Linked DNA regions of Oryctolagus cuniculus: region 1 is linked to region 2. Evidence: chromatin contacts called from public Micro-C data. All regions are on one chromosome and are shown on one strand. Each heading gives the region's core, a stretch centred on a gene start, on an enhancer-like site or on the middle of the called end of the contact. The rest is flanking DNA. Distances are from core to core; before and after follow the strand shown. Region 1 holds the start of IRX3 (iroquois homeobox 3). Region 2 overlaps FTO (FTO alpha-ketoglutarate dependent dioxygenase).

Region 1 (6,573 bases), core at 3,591-6,090, 510 kb after region 2:
AAAGCCCACGTGGTGCTTAGTCTCCTAGAATGGAACCTCCGTCTGTGCCTGCGACCTGGGAAGGAGCCCGAACCCCAGAAACGCCGTTAATAACTGGGGCGGCGGCGGCGGGGGGGATTGGGAAGAAGCAGAGGGAGCTGCCTCTGGGGAAGGGGCCGCGGGACTTCCCGGCCTGCGGCGTGCGCGGGCCGCAGATTCCAAAGCCCGGCCCCTGCCCAGGGGCGCGGCGCCAGCACCTGTGTCCGCGAGGACTGGTCCTTGCCCGACTCCCCGCCGTTAGCGCAGGTGTCCGGTATTCACTCTGGGCCGTATCCGGTGGCTTCAGGGGAGCGAGCTCTTCCTGTTTCCCCAGGAACCCTGCAGATCGCCACGCGCCCCACTCTTCGAGGCGAACGCCCAATGCCTGGCTACCCTATACATTAGTGGGTGCGTAAAAGATGCCCCCCGGCACACACACTGCACACGGACGGGTGCCTCTGCCAAGCGTTCCCACAGCTCCTTTCAGCTGAAGTCGCGCCCCGCGGCCTGGAAGCGCGCGGCGCGGGTGGGGCGCGACACCCGGCCCGGCTGCAGAGGCGGCGCGCACGGGGCGCAGAGCGTCCCCTTTGTCCTGTAGAGGGAGCTCCAGCCCCAAATTTCCCGGCTCCCTCCCCCGGCCCGCCCACCCCTTGCCCTGCTCCAGCCTGGCTGAAAAGGTGCAGCGGCCCCACCTTGCCTGAACCCCGCGCCTGGACCTCAGCGGTCAGGGTAACACCTGCCGTGGCTCCCGCACGCGCAGACGCCGCGAGGACCCGGGGCTTCCAGCTCCCGACCTGAGCTGGGCACAGTCGCACAGCCACCAAGAGGGCCCCTCCCGGGCCCCCTGCTCCCCAACATGCGCGCGTCTTAGAGGGGTCTGGGGGCTGCGGTGTGATGGAGGCCGGGCTTGCACCGCCCCTTCTGTGAGGAAGACCTCAGTGGTGCCATCCAAACCTGGGGGCGGGAGAGGCAGCGGCGAGAGCCTCCCGACCTGACCGCTCCACATCCGCGCCCTTCCCAGTCTTTGGCCGCCGGCGCCGAGGGTCCCAGGGCCCCCGCGGCGCCCCCTTGCACCAGCGGTCGGACCCGGTTTCTCAGCGCCCAGCAGGGGGTTCTCGCCGCGGTCCCCACCTGCATCCTCCGCCCGTCCTCTCGGGCGCCCCCAGCCCCGCCGCGTCTGCGCCTCCTCCTCCGTGGCTGTCCTCCGGCCTCACCGTCCTGTCCCCTCACTCGTCCCTTCTGCTGACTCGAGAGATCCTTCAGACAACGGGGGGTGGGGGTGGGGGGCGGCGGGCGGAGAATAAAAACAAAACAAAACAAAAACCAAAAAACAAAAGAAACTGCGAAACAGATCTGTCCGGGGCAGGCAGGCCGGTTATAGTCAAAGTGGCAACAGCTCATTTATTTAGCCAAAAATAGATACTTTCTTGTACAATTTGGTTCACACATATGTACATTTTTTTCGTATATACAAAAAAAGTCAGACACGCTTAGTTCTCACTGAAACGCCACGTTCCCCGTCTCCCCCAATCAACCGAACAAACCAACCCCACCATCGCAGCTGACGCTGACGTGGGGCGCACACAAGCGACTTGAGGGACTCGGGGTGGGGGTGTGTGGTTTTATTTCTTTTTGTTTCCTTTTGTTTCCTTTTTGGGGGGTATTCATACACGGACATGCTTACAAGTTGTAACTATACAGAACGATTTTTTTTACAATTATTACAACGATTTTAATTTCTTCAAAAAAAAAAAAAACAACTAGGAGGAGGAAAGAGCCGACAAAACCAGAGCGGCGTCCAAGTGGTTCTGAGGTCTGCAAGACAGAGACAGTGGGGAGCAAATGAGATGAGATTTAGGGGTGCAGAGTTTGCTTAGCACCGTCGGACCGCACCTAAGGCTGGGGGCGGGGGGTGTCTTAACGCCAGATGGGACTCAGGTGAAGATGGAAATCTTGTGTGGGGGGGTGTGTTTAACCATAAGGTGAGCGCGAGACAGTAGGACTCTAGAGCCAGGGCTGCAAAGAGGTGGGCATTTCAGGGACCCTTTGGCTGGGCCAGGCTCGGCTTCCCGCAGCGCGGTGGCGGGGGATCCTGGGCTGGGGCTGGCGCCACCGCCACCGCCTCCAGCCCCAAGTTTTGTCCCTTTTTATAAAAAGCATCCCAGCTGCGCGCGCCTCTGGGGGAAAGGCCTAGCGGGCGGCTCAGCTTGCCCCCCGCCTCCACCCCCACCCCACCTCAGGGAGTCTCTTACCGTCGGGGCACGGGCTGGAAAGCTGTCTTGAGTAACTTTTTCTCCACTTCCAAGGCACTACAGCGATCTGCGGGAAGCGGGGGAGAACACACAGGCCCTTCAGAGCGCTCGGTTCCGGGGCCCGGGGCCGCGGGAGGCAACAGGCGAGAGGTGAGCCCGCTGTGCTCCCGCGGCCTCGTCCGTCCCCGCCAACCCGCACCCTCCCTTCGCGCCCCGCGCTCTGCAGTCACCTGTGCCGCCCTCGGGCTCGGCGGGTCGAGCGAAAGCAGCGGCGGCGGCCGGGTGACCCGCGGCTCCGGGGAGTCCCAGCAGGTGCGGAGGGGCCGAACTAAGCAGCGAGAGCGGGTGCGGGCGTGGGCCCGGCGTCGGGCCTGGGAACGGCCGGTTGGTCCAAGCAGGGAATTTGCCCAGCGGCGCGGAGACGAGTCTGTGAGCCGCCGCCGCCGCCGCCGGAGAAAGCTGCAGGGTCGGGGGCGCGACGGCTGCCCCAGGAGGGGACCCCCCCGCGCCGGGAGGCGAGCGGCGCGGGTTGTCTGGGCTTGTGGCTGTCTCGGCCAAGGACCAGATCTTGGGCTTTTGCAGGGCGGAGGCGGGCGCCGGAGCGGGAGCGCAGGGGTCCAGGCCAGCTGGGGGAGAGGGTGGAGACGGCGGAGCCGCGGACACGGGCGGCGGCGGCGCTGGGGCGGCCAGACTCAGGACCGGCAGCGGCCGGTCCTCCAAGCCCTCGGAGCTGTCTTCTGAGTCGCTATTTTTGGAGTCCGAAATGGGTCCCAGGCCGAGGTCGCCGTCCCTGCGCGCCGCCCCAGGCAGGGCCAGCTCAGGCCCCGCCGCCGCGCCGTCTAAGTTCTCCAAGTCGATCTCCTCGTCTTCGTCGTCGTCCGCCAGGCCCTCGCCCCCCGCGTCCTCCTCGTCCCCACCGAGCTCCTCCTCCTCCAGCTCCAGCTCGCGCTTGCCGTCTTCCTCGTCCTCCTCCTCGTCCTCCTCCTCGCGCTCGCTCCCGTACGCGTTGCCCTCGTCGTCCGTGCGACTGCGGGGAGCCCACGTCATCTTGTTCTCCTTCTTGAGGCGCCGGCGCGCGTTGGCGAACCAGGTGGACACCTGGGTGAGGGTCATCTTGGTGATGATGGCCAGCATGATCTTCTCGCCCTTGGTGGGGTAGGGGTTCTTGCGGTGCTCGTTGAGCCAGGCCTTGAGCGTGCTGGTGCTCTCCCGCGTGGCGTTCTTGGGACGGGACGGGTCCCCGAACTGGTACTGGCCGTACGGGTAGAAGGCGGGGTGCGGGTGCGGAAACGCGGCGGCCGCGGCCGGATGCTGCACCCCGGGACTGTCCTTCAGCTCATACTGCGCGCCCTGTACGCACATGGAGAAGCAAAGGGACACGCGCGGAGGGAGCGCGGTGAGCCCGGCCGGCGCCGCCTCCACCCTCCCGGCCCGGCCCGGCCCGGGCCATTACACTCCCGCGCGCTCAGCTCCCGCGGCATCCCGGCTCCCACCCGCCTTCCCCGGTGCCTCGGGCTCTTACCAGCTGCGGGAAGATGGGCAGCTCTGTGGCGTAGGGCAGGAAGGCGCCGTAGCCTTGGGCGGCGGCGGCCGCCGCGGCGGCCGCGGCGTAGGGCGCCCCATACACGGACGAGAGCACATTGGAGAGGGAGCCGGAGGCAGCCAGCTCCGAGGCTCCGGCGCCCGGGCCACCCCGGGCCCCCGCGCCGCCGCCACCACCACCGCCGCCGCCGCCGCCGCCACCGCCGGCGGCGGCTCCCGGGCGCTCGGGCGGGTAGAGCGGGCGGATGTACTGGTATCCGAGCTGGGGGAAGGACATGGTGGCCCGCGGGGCACCGACGGAGAGGGGGCCCGGCCCCCGGGGCCGCCCTGCTCAGCGCCGCCCGCGGGCTCCGGCGCGCATCGGGGGCTGGGCCGGGCTGGGGCCGCGCTGGGGCCGCGCTGCCTCCCGCGCTGCGCTGCGCTCCGCGTTCGCCTATTGATCTGCTCGGCGGCGGCGGCGGCGGCGGCGGCGAGGAGCCAGGTCAGGTCCGAACAGATTGGCGGAGATTCCCGGGGCTCCGGGCTCTGATCGACATTTCTACGGGGCCGCAAGCCCCTCCTCTCTGCGCCGCGCTCCCTCCTCTCCGCAGCCTGAGCCGCCTCTGCCCGCGCCTGGCTCCGCACTGCCCTCCTCTCCCCGAGCGGCGCCGCGCCTCGCTTCCCTCGCCCTCCTCTCGCCTTCACTCCCCCTCCGCGCCCTTCCTCTCCCCTCCCCGCGCTCCTCTCCCCCCACCCCCCGGGATCGCTTCCGCTCCTTCGGGCCCTTTCGCTCTCCCGGACGCCTGGCCAACTCTCCTTTCCTCCTCGCCTCTCTCCCCGTCCCACGATGGCTTCTGCTCGCCTCGCTGCCCCCCTCACTTTTTCTTCGCTCCCATCTTTCTAACCTTCCTTCTTACTCACACAAGGTGCCCACTCCGGCCCCCCTCCGACCCCCACCCCCCAGCCTTCCCAGCCCCTGCGCGCCGGGCTACGGCGGCCTCAAGTTGCGGACACTCGGGGTGCTGTGCGGGGGGGGTGTGTGTCCGCGTCCGCGTCTGTGAGTCCGTCTCCGCCCTCCCACCCCCTCCCTCGCCCTTCCCCAAATCTCAGGTCTGACGTTGCGCCCTCTTATTCGACTTTTCCTGGAGTCTCCACCCTGAGTCGCCAATCGCCAGGGCGCCTGGCAGGCAAAGCCGCCCACCCCCGCGGAGCCGCGCGCGCGGGGCGGGGCGGGCCGGGGGGCGGGAGCCCCGGCGCTCCCAATCCCTTCCCGCCCCCTGCTGCCTGCGCCGGGAGGGGGAGCTGGGAGGCGCGGCGACGCGGGTTAGTGCGGGGTCAGTTCGCCCCTCCCTGCCTCCCGCCCCTCGGGACCGCTCCCGCCCGCTACCGCGCGCGGCCTGGGTCGGGACTAGACCCTGGGCTACGGCAGGCTTTGGGGTGCCGGGACCCCCCCTTTCAGATCGAACCTTTGGAGGCGCAGCCACTCTCGGCGGCGTGGGAAGGGAGCCAGAGATGGGTGGGTGGGGTGGCGGGGCGGGGGCGAGGGCGTGCAGCCCAGTCTCGTCGGTAGAGGCCGGTGCGTTGCTCAGGTGCGCAGGTCGGTCCCCTACCCCGGGGGACCAAGCACTGGAATTAACCACATCAGCCGCTCTAGTGTCCGGGTCCGAGTCGCTTACCATAGATGGCAGGCTCGGCCCAGGGCCCAAGGGTGGGCCCCAAGAGTGGGCCTCCCCACCAAGGATCTTGGGGAACTGCGCCCAGAAAGTGGTCCTTGCTGGGGGCGGGTTAGGGAGGCCCCTGAACTTTCCAAGGGAACTTCGAGAAGTTTCTATATTGGCGCCTTCGGTGTGCGGAGATCCTTGGTTTCGCTCCCCGGTTCCTGATTCCTGGCTCCCAGGTCCCTGTGCCAAGAATCCTCCCATGGCCGGGGATACAGGGCGGGGACTGGACTTGTGGTTTTATGGTGGGACATTCCCTAAAATCAAAGCTCAACTGTGGGTAGCCATGGACCCACCGTCACGGAGCCGGGCGTGCGGCCGGGAGCGGCAGCGGCTTCAGGCCAAGCGCTTTAGGCCGCGCCGGGACCCACGAGCTACGCGGACGGTCGGTTGGCAACAGCTCCGCTGTGCAGTGACCACTCCCGGCTCGGAGGCGGAAGCCGGCCTCCCGGCACTGATCGATCTAGGGTAGACTCTACTGCAGTGGAGGACTCGAAGGGTCCCGGTCCAGGCTGTCTCTGGTCATCACCGTAGCTCGCCCGGAATGAAAAGACTCTCGGTTCAGGCACGGACACCCAGTTTTGGCCCCACCCCCTCCTCCCGCCTCTGTCTAGCTTGGCTAGCGTCCGCGGCGCCGGTGGGTGTGCACGCTGTGAAAACTGGGAGGAAAGACAAGGCAAGGTTTGGGGACCACTAGATTTAAGGTTCGGTGAGGGAATTTGGGGTCTTCCCGCTTTGAGTCTTAGTTGCCCCCGCGCGCCCCTGCCTGGTCTCAAGAGTTGGCCTTGGCTGAAGCTTCATGCGGGAGGAGACATTAGGGGCCGCTCTCCCTGGCGCCTGATTTCGTTTCCGGTTAAACCTTTCCAAGGGCATCCTAGGGAATCTTGGGCTCACCTGCTCGCGAAAGATCTTGCGATTGCAAAATTGAGGACAATATTTCCCGGATGTTTCCTAGATGTCGACTTAGAGCCCTGACAGCCCTCAAGTCCTAGAGTTGGCACAAAGAGGTGGCACCGGACTGGCGGGGGTGGGGGATAGGAATGCGGAGAGCGAGAGTGCACGGA
Region 2 (6,303 bases), core at 2,190-4,689:
CAGGCACTCCTGTCTATTTTAAGCTACTGCCTTTTAGCACAGGATACCTACAATTGTTCCAAGTATGCCTCCCTTGTATAAGTAACAATGCTGTCATTTTCTCTAAAGTCCGCCTTTTTATTAAAGAAACTCTTTAATAGTTGCACATATTCTGTGGTTATGCATTTCTGTGAGTGCCTGCCGACCCCAGCACAGTGTTTAATAAATTATTGAACTTTGAAGAACCTTTGAGAAGCAAAGGCTTTATGTGACTGAGCAGCAGACATGAAAAAACGCTATCCTCCAGAGTATCTAACAGACAGAAATAGAGGCTTGATCAGACAATATAAGCACCGAGTGAATGATGGTAATACCATGAAATATTTACACGCCTAGCACATGCTATGGTAGGGAGGAGGATGTGTGGGTTTTTATCGTTTTGAGTTGAACCTGATGCTGTACAATTCCCCACTCTATGATCTTAAAAGCAAAATGGAGAGAAAGAAAAAAAAATATGAGAGAGAAAAAGAAAGGAAAAGGAAAATATAAAAGGGAGTGAAGAACATTTATTTGTAGATATTTTATTGTTTGCAAAAATATCTACAGTACAAAAGCAGGATTCCTTTTGTAGTCAGTAGCTTTACTAGGAGTCAAGTTTCAATCGGTCTTTAAAAGAAACTAAAAGTCTCTGAAATGCTTTCTTGGAGCCACAAGCTTAAAGTTTTAATTTAATCAGCATCTCATGATTTAACATGCTTTAAAAGTTATCATTTTACTTTATGTAAAAACACTTAAATAGCAAAGAACTGAATATCCTAATATGATCTCACTTTCAAACAGAACATGCACTTCGTGTTTTCCCGAAATGCTACTTTAAATTGGCTTGTGGTGAATTTCTTTAGGAATAATGCAGCACAGAAAAAATGCAGCACAACAAAAAATAATGCAGGCACGTGATGGAATGCCTGGATTACTCAGGACAGGTGTGTAAGCTATTTATCTGAGCTAATATATGTAGAGAATTTCTGATATCTTCCGTATAGAAAAAGGGCTAAAACAAATGCGCCAGAGAGATTTGTCTTGTCCCTCTGCCCAGTGTTATAAAACTTATGATAAGCCTTATATGATTTTGTGGTATTATTAATATTACTAAAAGTAGCTATTGTTAGTGATGAGTAAGAGTTGACCAATAATTTGCCTTATTGAATTTCATTTCACTCCAGCCTTATCTAAAAACCCCTAAGACTATTCGGGAGACATTTTAATGTTTCAGTTCTAGTTTTTGGTTTTTAGCTATTTAAGAAGAATTGAATCATGTTGTAATAAGGAAGCTCAGAGTGACCCTAGGCATTGCTGTCCCTGCCCTGGATGTTTGCTAGGCATTGTGCTGAGCTAGGCTGTTTGTCTCCAGGATCACATTGACCTCAGTGGGCAAGTTTCCGTTGCTTTTAAAGTCAAGGGAGTATGAGTAACATCGGAAGGGAAACTTTGGTGAGATTCTCTGTTGCTCTTGTATGATTTTGTTCATAGATCTTAAGTAAGGGCTCTTTGAAAGAGCTTTCCTCTTTGTAATGCAAGAACCCATTGCACACAAAGAAGTTGGTAGTCTGAGGCCCTAGGATCAGTGAATTGTGATACACAGCTACTTGCGAAAGGATTTGTCAAAATGAAACAGCAAAAGCAATATTGTTTTTGTGCATTTATTATTTTTGTTGCCAAAAGGATGCCCTGAAAGAACTGGGATTTTAAAGTTTGAGTGATGTGGATTTAAATCCTGTATCTGCCACTTATTTGACTTCTCGCAAGTCATGGACCTAAGAGTCAATTTTCTTATCTCCGAAAGTGGGAATAGTGATAATTTACTTCTCTGTGTTCTAAGCATTCAGTACAGTACCCAGCGTGTGGAAGGCACTCAGTAAGTATTAGCTCCTTTCCCTTCCTCTTCAGTTAAACCAAAAAGACTTTTTTCAGGAGGTGAGACTTTTAGAAGCTCTTGATTGATGGCGGGAATGAGTCAGTGAACCAGAAGAAGGGCACTCAAGGCCTGTGGACAACCAAGTGAGAAAGTGAGAAGTGGGGTGTGTGTGTGTGTGTGTGTGTGTGTGTGAAATGCAGAGAGAGAGTAGGTGGACAGACACGTGGACTGAGTTTACTGACTCATAGAGGCAGATTTGATACTGGCAATTTGAGATATCACCTGAATTTCTACTGCCATTTGCTTTTCAGAATTGGAATTGAGAGCATATGCAAAGTTGAGAATTTATTTCTCCCTGTCCTCTTCCTGAACGGCTGACTCTTTTCAAGTGCAAAATGTTAGAAATGTTTGGTCTGATACAGGGCAAATCAAGGGCTTACCTCAGATTCTGTCTCTGACCATAACAGGTAAAGGGAGACTCCATTGCTCATATTTTTAGTGTGGTTGGTATCCATACCAGATTTCGAGGTGCTACCCATGTCTTCATCTTGTAGATTTTTAAATGAGGCTTATATTCTGAGGATTCAGTGAGGACAGACCCAAGTCCCTTGCCTTATCGAAGTTAACATTCTGTTAGCAGCAGCAAGCTAGTGAAGAAGCAAACCATATTTAAGGTAGTAAATAACACCAGGTCTCATAGTGGTATAGTGCAGTATGGTAATGACTGGAGGGGACTGACTACTTTAGTAGATGTGAAGTCTTAAGGATGACAAAGACATTCATTCCTGCCACAGAGACAAAGCTCCAAGGTGCTGCTAAGCTTTGCATGTAGGAGGCGTATTGGTGGTCAGAGGCCAGAACTTAGGGAGAGAGACAAAGGGAGAAAAATGAAGCCAGATCACACTAGAGCCTTTAGGCAGAGGTAAAGATTTAAGTTTTACTCCAGGTCTGATGTTACCTAAGCTCATTGGGAGTATGCATGTAGGTATGTATTTACATTTGAGAGGAAGAGACAAAGAAAGAGACATGGTCCATTGACAGGCTCATTTCCCAAGTGCCTGCAGCAACTCCAGTTGGGACAGGCTACACCTGGGAGCCAGGGACTCATCCAGGTCTCCCACATGGGTGGCAGAGTCCCAATCACTTGAGCCATCATCAGTGAGTGTCTGCCATAGCAGGAAACCGGCGTCAGGAGCAGAGCTGGGAATTGAACCCAGGTCCTCCTGTGTGGGATGCTGGCATCTTAACCACTAAGCCAAATGCTCACCCCCAGTGGAGGGTTTTAAGGTAAGGAAGGTATGTGTGCAATGACCTGATCTGATTTCCATTTACAGTGATTACTCAGACTGCTGTGAGGAGAATATCAGAGGGCCAGGATAGATTACAGAGAAAAAGGGAGAGAGATGTGCTGATGGGTTGGCTCAGGTGGTGGAAGGATTTAGAACATGTTTGGAGGCAGAGCTGGCAGGCGTTACTTGTAGGCTGGATAGAGAGGTTTGAAAGAACCCAAGAACCGAGGGTGACAAGGTTCTTAGCTTGAGTGGTGAGGTTATGAACATTTACGGAGATTAGAAGACTGAGGACTGAGGAGGTCTGGGGTGAAATAAGGTGTTGTCCTTTGGCCAGTCTGTTTGTATCCCAGGGCCTGCCAAGGAGGCTGATGGGAAAGGGAATGTGAAGATCAGGACCTGAGATAAGGAATTTGGCAGTCAGTGGCCGGCAGCAGGTCAGCCCTGGGACTGCTGTCTTCGTGAATCCTTGTTGTTCCTTAGGCTGTGGTGAACTTTGAGGCCTCAGCTTTCCTGAACTGCAGTATCAACCTTCGCCTTTCCTGCCCTGGGTTTTGCTCCCATTTTGTCTCCAAGCCCAACACATGCATCCCTTCCAGGCAAAAGCAGGAGATGACACACACCATGAGCCAGATTTTCCATGACAGACTTGTAAGGAACAAGATAATCTCATTGTTCCTCCTGTTACTTAAAATAAAGGCAATATTGATTGTATCATAGCAGTTCAGGTCCTAAGGCATGGTATTGATTAAGCGTCTGATGAGAATTTGTGGGGTAGCCTTCTAGACTACAGCCACAGGGCATCTCCCCACTGGGCCAGGCCTCTGCGCTGACCTCCACGACCATCAGTGGTGTTTTTCTTAGGAATTCTTGGCCCTGTTTAGTCTCGGCCCTGTCCAGAGCATTTATTTTACCTGATGGATGGCTCAATCCAGCCTATTACCTTAATCTGACCTCAGAAGTCTTCCGTCCTTTATGAATGTAAAGACTAATTTTGACACTTTAAAATTATTTCCTTATCAGGATCAGTAGGTTTCAGGTTGAATCTTGTGCTATTGAACTTCCTATTAAGATGCTATAAGCTGACTTTCTCTCTCTCTCTCTCTCTCTCTCTCTCTCTCTCTCATTCAGTGCTACCTTGGAGCAAGGCTTATTTTATGGATTTTTTTTTTTAAATAAATGGGGGAAGGTGCCTCTTTTAACCATGCCATTATTAAGCTCATGGGACTCCTCCATTTTAGTGTTACATCAGGCAGAGTAATTTCTTGTGGTTATTGTAATATGATGCATGCAACATTTGAGTCAAGCTAAGATCATGTTCTGAGGATATCTTGAGCAAGTTAATAATGTGGGATAAAATTGTTCCCTGCCCTAAGTATAGAAGGAGTTCCCAGAAATCATCTAAAAAATTTCATGTAAAATGTTTTGACTTTCTGTGTAGTAAGATTCATGTATTTTTCTCCTATGTCTGATGGCTCTGGCTGGATTCGTCACAGCGTTGAAATGAGGATTAAATGAGTTAATATAGCCTCAGGCACTTAGTGAAGTGCCTGCCACACAGTAAATGCCCAATTGATGTTATTAGCTATTAGTAGCTACTCTAATGTGATGTTAGTACAGACCCCTTTGATGTCATCCACAATTCCCAACACAGGCCTGGGCACAAAGTGTAATATTTAGGTAGACGCTTAGTGACTGATTGATGTCTCCAACATTTGGGATTTCCTTCCACACTTACAATATCATAGCTTATTTTATGTCTTTTCTAAAATGGTCTTGGTACCTGACATCCTTTGATCCTTCACATGGTTACTCTCAAAAGGAACCATATGAATTTTGACCGTTTCCACATCTGCCTGTCTTTGTTAGCTGCCAGAAAGAACTCAGGTCTTAAATTCTTTGCAGTTAAAAGAGAGAGTAAATGTTAACATTCCTAGTACAGTGCCCGGCACAGAAGAGGTGCGTGCCACCTGACTCAGAATCCTGACTGCTGGTCAATTCTGCCTTTAGGGAGACTATGCTGGGGAGGAGTGTTGTAGCTCTGGCTGAGTTGGGAGGTGAAATAATTGTTTCTTATTTGAGGAGAAGATAATGCCAAAGGCATCCCCTGCTTCGTGCAATTTCTGTTGATGGACAGCTCTGTGTAGCAGGACTTAGGTGGGCTGGATGGACACCCTGTAAGTGGAGAAATGGCCTCTGCTTGGCTCAGGAGCATGGAGTCATTTTGGGGGTGGTTTATGAGTCATTTGAAATATGCATTTAATCTAGACTCTGTGGCCCTCTGGTGAGGCTGCTGCTTTTTTATGATCTCAAATGTCTTGTCCATGTCAAAACTTGCCTTGTTTCTTTGTTTACTTTGAATCAGGAAAATGTTCACGACCACACTCGGCATTCCTTCTCAACCACACTTGGAATTCCTTCGCAAGTGTGCGTTTGGTCGCATCACCCCTGGCTACCACCAGTACATGACTGTTTATTTTGGATGTCCTTTTCTGATGTTCAGCTAATTTAACCCACAATGAAGTTAATCCTTGCTTCTTTGGAAAAGTACAGATTTACTTATTAGCTGCTTTCAGAGACATTTGCATTTTCGTGAAAGTGAGTATATAATTCCATTGACTTTTGGACCCATCTACTACCCACATATGCAGTGGATACCTTTTTGAAGTTAGAAATAGGAGCAAATCAGAACTGTCCTGAGTTATCTCAAGTTCTCTCTAAGGTTAATAATGAACATGTGTGTGACGGACTTGAGGAAATGTTATTGAATATTCTTTTATATCTATTAATCTTGCTTTCTTATGAGAGAGAAAAAAAGGAAAGCCACTTTGGAATTCAAGATTTCACCTCTTTTCAAGACATTTATAGCATGATGATTAAAAGCATGGGTGCCAGAGCCACGCTTCTTGGGCTTGACTGCTGGATCTGCCACTTACTGGTTGGGTGAACTTGAACAGGTTGTTTAATTTCTATGTACCTCAGTTTCATTATCTGTCAAGTGGGAATAATTATAGTAACCACCACTAGAGGTTGATTGATGGTGATCAATTGTTGGAGTATTTAGAACAGGACTCATGACTCAGCAACTGTAGTATAACTATTAACTATTATTTTTATTAA

The links. A called contact is a pair of places that touch in the nucleus more often than the background predicts.
Region 1: a Micro-C map of ear pinna shows a contact between it and region 2, with 8 times the contacts expected there. The contact joins the promoter of IRX3 here to the enhancer-like site in region 2. A contact is called at or near these places in 2 of 6 Hi-C or Micro-C datasets (ear pinna and skin fibroblasts).

The regions. Positions count from the first base shown.
Region 1 is chr18:37,699,998-37,706,570 of mOryCun1.1, forward strand. IRX3 (iroquois homeobox 3) reads right to left here and starts at 4,841. Exons shown (of 4, transcript XR_007919875.2): 1 at 3,793-4,841; 2 at 2,501-3,620; 3 at 2,271-2,337; 4 at 1,394-1,833.
Region 2 is chr18:37,195,887-37,202,189 of mOryCun1.1, forward strand. The region is part of intron 1 of FTO (FTO alpha-ketoglutarate dependent dioxygenase); the gene reads left to right. Among named protein-coding and RNA genes, the nearest start is that of FTO, 70 kb to the left of the region's middle. Within about 2 kb of position 3,440, at least 1 of the 8 cell types and tissues checked has an H3K27ac peak or open chromatin away from gene starts, as enhancers often do. A contact at or near this core is called in ear pinna, where this site is marked.